Linked DNA regions of Rattus norvegicus: region 2 is linked to region 1. The links are chromatin contacts, called in public Hi-C maps. All regions are on one chromosome and are shown on one strand. The core of a region is the stretch at or near the end of the contact, and the rest is flanking DNA. Distances in the headings are between cores, read along the strand shown. Region 1 has its middle 26 kb from the start of Hhipl2. Region 2 overlaps LOC102555798 (a long non-coding RNA gene).

Region 1 (3,269 bases), core at 210-2,709:
TGACATGACATTTCTGAACTTCAGTTTCTTCATGTATAACCGAAATATTTCCCTAAGGAGCTGGTATAGACTATTCATGGGTTAAATAGTAAGAGGTCACAAAGTTCTTGGGACAAGACTTGTGCCTTTTATAAGACAACTTTGTGTTAAATGGTAGTTTATAGTAGTGGCTCCTCCTCCTGCTCCTCCCCACCCTTCCTCCTCCTCCTCCTCCTCCTCCTCCTCCTCCCACTCCTCCTCCCCCACTCCTCCTCTCATTGCTCCTCAACCCCCACATCCCTTTCTTTTGGCCATTCCCCAGTGTATTAGTTACTCCCCGCCCCCCCATGACAGAATACCTCATAGAAGCAATTTAAGAGAGGGGAGGTTTATTTTGGTGCATGACTTAGGAGCTATAGCTCTTCATGGTGGGAAAGGCAGTACACCTGTGGTGGTCGGAGCTTGTGGTGTGGCTTGTTCCTCATTCAGGGAAGTAGAAGGAGAATTAGGAACAGAGAGTAAGTTCCAAGCAGGACCTGCCTACAAACCGAAGGGTTTGCCCCTACAGACTCCCATGTCCTGAGCTCCATGGCCAACCTCCCAAACAGCGCCACCTACTGGGACAAAGTGTTTAAACACATGAGACTATGGGGGACATTTTACATCCAAACCACCAGCCTTGGGAACCTGAGTTCCAGACCCAGGGTTTCCAATCAGGGATGATTTTGCATCTCCCACCCCAGGGAGCCAACGGGAACACCTGCAGATATTTCAATAGTTGTTTCAGGATGGAGCTGGGGATTGGGGTTGCTACTGGCATCTCCTTGGCAAAAGAGGGGGAGTGTTAAGTGTTTGTGGCGAACAGACAGCTTCACAGTGACACAGACCACTTTGACCCTGTGGTACCAAGGTCAGTAAATCTCAGTCTCTAAATATCTGTAAGGCATCTGTTCGATGGTGAGTACCAGCTCGGGGTTCATGCACTGGGCAGGGAATGAGTAAGTACCATGGAGGCTTCCTGGTAAGTAGCCTATCTATGCTTAGTGACTATGTGGAAACACTTTCTACCTCTTGGATGGGAAGGGCCACGGGTACCGGGAGGGTAATCTTGCACTCCAAGTTTAGAGACCTTGAGCAGGAAGGTTAAAGACAAGAAAGTTGCACGGGTCCCTTGGGAGGGCCATCTTTCTCCATGTCTGTGCTTGGGTTGCCTGGGGACGACATCAGCTTCTCTGTCACGAGGTCATCATTTATAAGCAAAGGCGGCTAAAGAGAAAGGGGTGAGGCAGGGCTCGCAAGTAAAGAGCTCGCCCAGCTTCCTTCTTGGTGACATGGTCCCAGTTTATTTACATTAAAGATTAAAAAGTGCACAGTACAAGACTTCCAGGCAAAGTCTGCCTGCTGAGTAGTAAGTAGAGAACTTTTCCCTACAAGAGGACCTTGCTGTCCTCTTGGCTGCTGTGAAGTGAGTAGTCAGTAGGTGGCGCTAGTTCACCACATAAGAGGATGCCAGCCCTGGCTACAAATTATACCAGTCTTGGAGTCTCTCACTCCTGAAGAGGAAAATAGAGTAACAGGAGCGATTTAGTTCTTAAAATAAGTCAGCAGCCCAGTGAAGCAAACGCCATGACGACGGCAGGTACATTTTCTTGCCTGAACTGGTGGAGAAGGACATTTGCCGCCAGAGGCTCTGGCTGCAGATTCCAAATGATCAAAACACACAATTAGACGAAGTCTCGCAGCAGGCCTGGCCTTGCAGGTGAATTTGAGCCATCTGGTGCCCAGTCATATGAGATCCGGCATGGACAGTGTGTTGTGGTGACAGTCCAGAGGGAAGGGCCCTGTCACTCGGGCTCCTGTTTGCGCTGCCAGTCCCCAGCTTGGGACAGTTTTGTCGACTTGAAGCTTTAACGTGACCAGGCTGTCTCTGGAGAGTGGTCTCTGCTTCCGTGCTGGGGACTGAGCAAAAGGCTCAAGAAAAAAGGGGCCAAATAGCAGTTTGAAATGTTGTGGAAAAGTCCCCCCAGTGTTAAGTGCTACGTTCCTGGAAAGTGGAGCAGAGCAGAATCTGGTATTTTGAGAGAGTCAAATACCGGATTGTTTGGCAGAAAGAAAAGGCAGGAGAAAGATGGTAGGCTAAGCCGGTTGTGGTGGCGCACACCGGTAGGATTTGCTGAAGGAGGCAGAGGCAGGAGGATCATGAGTTCGAGGCCAGCCTGGGCTACACATTTAAAAAAAAAAAGATGGCAGGCTAAATACACAGCGGGGTGGTAGGAGTATATTAATTATACATAATAATAATATAATTTGTTAATTATACATAACGGGTTTTCACTGTCTCTCCATACATACATCTTAAGCATCTTGCTATATTCACCTTCTCTTGTTCCCATCCCTCTCCTCCTGGTCCCCTCCCTCTTCCCAACACCCTGCCCCCCAATTCAACTTTCACGTCTTTTTTGTTGCCATTGGCCCAGAGAGTTTCATTAGGAAGCTTAAAGGCGTGTGGATGAAAGGTAGTTTACTGGGGCACAGGCGACTCAGAGATGGTTACACCACTGAAGAACGTGTTTCCCCTCCCCCAGTAACCATTAGCGGCTCATAACTCCTCAGAGAGGAGTGGGGTCTCTAGAGCCCCCTTCCCCCCTAAGATGCTGACGCCCTTGTCCCATGTAGGTCATCACAACGGCTGTGAGCTCAGGCATGTGATTACCATGTTGTGCCTAGAAGACAGTGCTCCCAAGCAAAGAGATTTGGTTTCTTAAGTATGTGGGTGACCTTTGGGTGTTTGCCACACTCTGTTCCCAGGAGCGTCTGGAGAGCCACGGGTCCCAGGCCAGTGAAAGCAGTAAGTCAGTATGACAAATGATAAACAGAATTTATAGACCCGAATAAAGGAATCGGCAAATTTAAATCCCACAACAGCATACACAGCATCTGAGATGACAACTGTGGCTTCGTGAGTGATCACAATGGAGGCCTTTACACTTGTGTGTGATGCTTGTGGATCTCAGCTACGTCCAGCAGTGAGGCTTCCAGATGGAGAGACTGGCAATCTGGTGGTGGGATGCTGTGTCCCAGGTCACCTCACATTAGCAGTGGACCCTCAAGACCTCTGGTCTAGGAAACAGAGTTTGTTCTTTATGCCTTGGGTGGCAAGAAGTGCCCTGGTGGCTCACTTTTGTGTAGCTATAAAGTAATAAGTGAAATCTATGTGGGAGTTTGAGTCCCTCCTCCTGGGACGCATTTTCCCATTCTCATTCTTCTCTCATCTGAGGAACACCGACTTC
Region 2 (3,070 bases), core at 202-2,701, 150 kb after region 1:
TTTCTTCCCATTTGAAGCTATTTCTTCTTTCAATACTCTGCCGGTGAGGTTCTTGTATGCATTTGTGTAAATTACATTATTTACATTTTAGGATAATGTTTGGGTGAAAATAGTGCCTTATGCCCTGTTTATAGGCAGTAAATACAAACATCTGGACATTCAAACTATGTAAGTCTTAAGGTTCTTGGTCTACATTTAGAACCTAGGACCTTTGGTTGTGATGTGTAACTCTCTCTCTCTCTCTCTCTCTCTCTCTCTCTCTCTCTCTCTCTCTCCACAAAGTGGTAGTAAATTCAGACTTGACTAAATGGTCAATAGTCAAATAGTCACTCGTTTTTACAGATTTCTTTCTATTTGGGGCATTGAAACAGATACCTACAGAAAGGGATTTCATATAAAGATCTATAAGCCCACTTAGCCCTCTGAATGAAGGGCAAGCCAGCCTACAGTGATGAGGACATATAACCCCCTTTTTCTTCCTGGCACCACCTACAGAGAAGTTAATATTCTAGTAATATAGCAAGGGATACTATTTTATTGACCCGCACAGACAAAATCAATGGGAAGAAAGCACACAATTTCATGGTAATCTTAACGTGCTTGCTAGGACACTTCACAATGAATGCTTGCTAAATGCAAGACAGATCTTGCAGATACTGCACTGATACACAGTAGGTGTTAATCTCAGTTTTCTGTGTCCAGCAAAGATGGACACAGTTCTTTCTTCCTAATTCCACTTTCAGATTATTCTAGGCTGAATTTATCCTGGAGGCCAGATCCCCACTACCGAGATCCAGCGTGTGGACTGAGCTGCAAAGCCCTGATTTCTATTCAGTCTCCGGTGTGTGTTTCCCAGTGTGCTGTAGCACCATAGGCCCAGCAGAGGTATGGGACAGGATGGGAGCTTATCTATAATTGTTCTCAGATTATCAGAAAAAGTAGAGAAAACCATGGGGGTGACTGAAAAAAAAACAGTGGATAAAGGGGTTTGTGGGGGTGGGGGAGATTGTCCAGGGACAGAGGTCAGTGTGGAGAGATACCCGATGTTACAGGGAGCGAGGGCAGGGTTCTGACCATGTCTTCTGCCCTTCCTTCTATTTCACACTACTGTTCCCCTTAGCTGGCTGGACTCAAGTAAGGGCCAGAGAGCCCAGCGAAGCTGACAGTACAGTACAGAATGGTTCTATTAAATCTTAAGGCTGGAGGGGGGGCGTAGAGGGTGCACAGTGAGGGGACACGCTGGCGAGGGCAATCGGAAGCCAGCCAGCATACATTAGCGAGTCTTTGTCAGACATGAGTGTTTTCTTCTGAGGCACGAGGCTCCAAAAGGTCAGCAATTTCACTTTCCGTTTGGATGCCTTTTCTGTTTCGGCAGCGGGATCCTCTGCTTGCAATTTGTTCTGGGAGAATGGCTCTGCTGCGGAGTTGGACGGGGAACAGAGCTGCCTAATAGTGAAACCTCGACCCGGAGGTGTCTGTGGTTTCTAGGAAGTCTGGTGTGAGGGGTGACGAGCCCAGGAGGAAGCGCTGGCTTTCTTGTGGTTTGATGAGGAGTTCAAATGCCATCCCCCTTCTTAAGGAAAGGAAATACCTCCTTTCTCTTAAGCGTCCACAGCACCTGGGTGCTGTTTTCCTGACAAACGGCCCCCTTTTCCTTCCTTCTTTCTGTTTTTATTTTATCTTTATCATATTAAACTGGGTTATGTAAGGGCATATTCATGCCAGTAACCAATGCATTTTGAACACAGTCCTTCTCACACTCCAAGAACCCCTTCTCCTTCTCCCCACTCCCTATTAGCCTTCTCTTTTCTTCTAAAATTCTTTCATCCATTTTCATGGCATCTGTACATGATTCTATGCATCTATATAAAACCCAGGGCACCGAAAAAGAGAAGAAATGTGATGTTTGTTTTTCTAGATTGACTTAATTATCTTATCCTGATTTTCTGTAGTGGCATCCATTTTCCTGAAATTGAATAATTTCATATTTTTTTTTGTTTTGATGGATGAAAAGCATTCCACTGTACACACACACACACACACACACACACACACACACACACACCCCACATTTTCTTGCAGATCCCTCTGCTGGGGGACTGCTAGGTTGTTTCTGTAACGTAGCTGGCGTGAACAGTGCTACCTAAAACTGTATGGAGATTCCACCCTCTGTCCCTTGCTTCCATTTTCTTCCTCAGCTAACTGTTCCCACCTTGAAGAAACATTTGAGATTTTTTTAATGAGTCACTAAAATGTTTGGTATATGACCACATTTCTTGTCCGTTTCTTTGTATTTTCCCCCCAAATTTTTTTTGTGTACATTTTATAAGTTGACTTATTGAAGAATTCCTTTGATCTAAATTCTCATTGTTTTAGCATAAAGTTGTTTATAAATAACATTTTGGTCTTAAATTTATTTTCTTTTTAAGTTTTTTTATAGTTGTAATTTATTTTTGTCCTTTTTTATTGATGTAGATGTTCAGCATGACAGATTTCCTCCAGTCATTTCTTTAGTGCACCCCATGAATTGGTAGGTAAATGTTTTACATTGTAACTGTTTTGCAAATTCTTTTAATTTCTGCTTGTATTTCTCCTTTGCCCAATATCTAGTAGGTCTTGTAATTTCCCTATTTTTTAATGCCTTCAATTTTCTTTTCTTCTCTCTCTTTGCAGTTTAATTAAACAGTACTGTAAGTTATTTTTCCATTGTGTGGAACTATTGATTTGAACTGAAGTATGTGATCTATTCTTGTTCTACGTCTACTTCAGAAGAAGGTATTTTCTCTCATTAGAGTGTGGAATCTAACATTTGTGTGAAAGGGCTACTTTCTGCTTATGATTTTGTAGCCTTGCCTCTTTGCTCTATTGGATCCATGGTTCAATATTATCTGAGACAGATGTGTCAGATATATATAGATATATAGATATATGTATAGATATATACATATCTTCTTACTTCTTACTGGGATATTTGCTGCCTAGATTGATAAATCTTCATGTGAAAATAGCTTTTAGAATTACACCATATTCTTTGCCTCACTGAGTGGCTTTTGGACTAAAGTCTATTTTG

What was found. Hi-C and Micro-C count contacts between places; a contact is called where the count stands out from the background.
Region 2: a contact with region 1 is called in a Hi-C map of Schwann cells, with 11 times the contacts expected there. The contact joins two enhancer-like sites. A contact is called at or near these places in 9 of 12 Hi-C or Micro-C datasets (the A7r5 cell line, Schwann cells, frontal cortex and 4 more).

The regions. Positions count from the first base shown.
Region 1 is chr13:97,610,817-97,614,085 of GRCr8, forward strand. No RefSeq gene overlaps it. Among named protein-coding and RNA genes, the nearest start is that of Hhipl2, 26 kb to the left of the region's middle. Within about 2 kb of position 1,460, at least 8 of the 93 cell types and tissues checked have an H3K27ac peak or open chromatin away from gene starts, as enhancers often do. A contact at or near this core is called in Schwann cells, where this site is marked.
Region 2 is chr13:97,764,545-97,767,614 of GRCr8, forward strand. LOC102555798 (a long non-coding RNA gene) reads left to right here. Exons shown (of 10, transcript XR_010057116.1): 6 at 744-885; 7 at 2,476-2,530; 8 at 2,674-3,070. Among named protein-coding and RNA genes, the nearest start is that of Hhipl2, 180 kb to the left of the region's middle. Within about 2 kb of position 1,452, at least 11 of the 93 cell types and tissues checked have an H3K27ac peak or open chromatin away from gene starts, as enhancers often do. A contact at or near this core is called in Schwann cells, where this site is marked.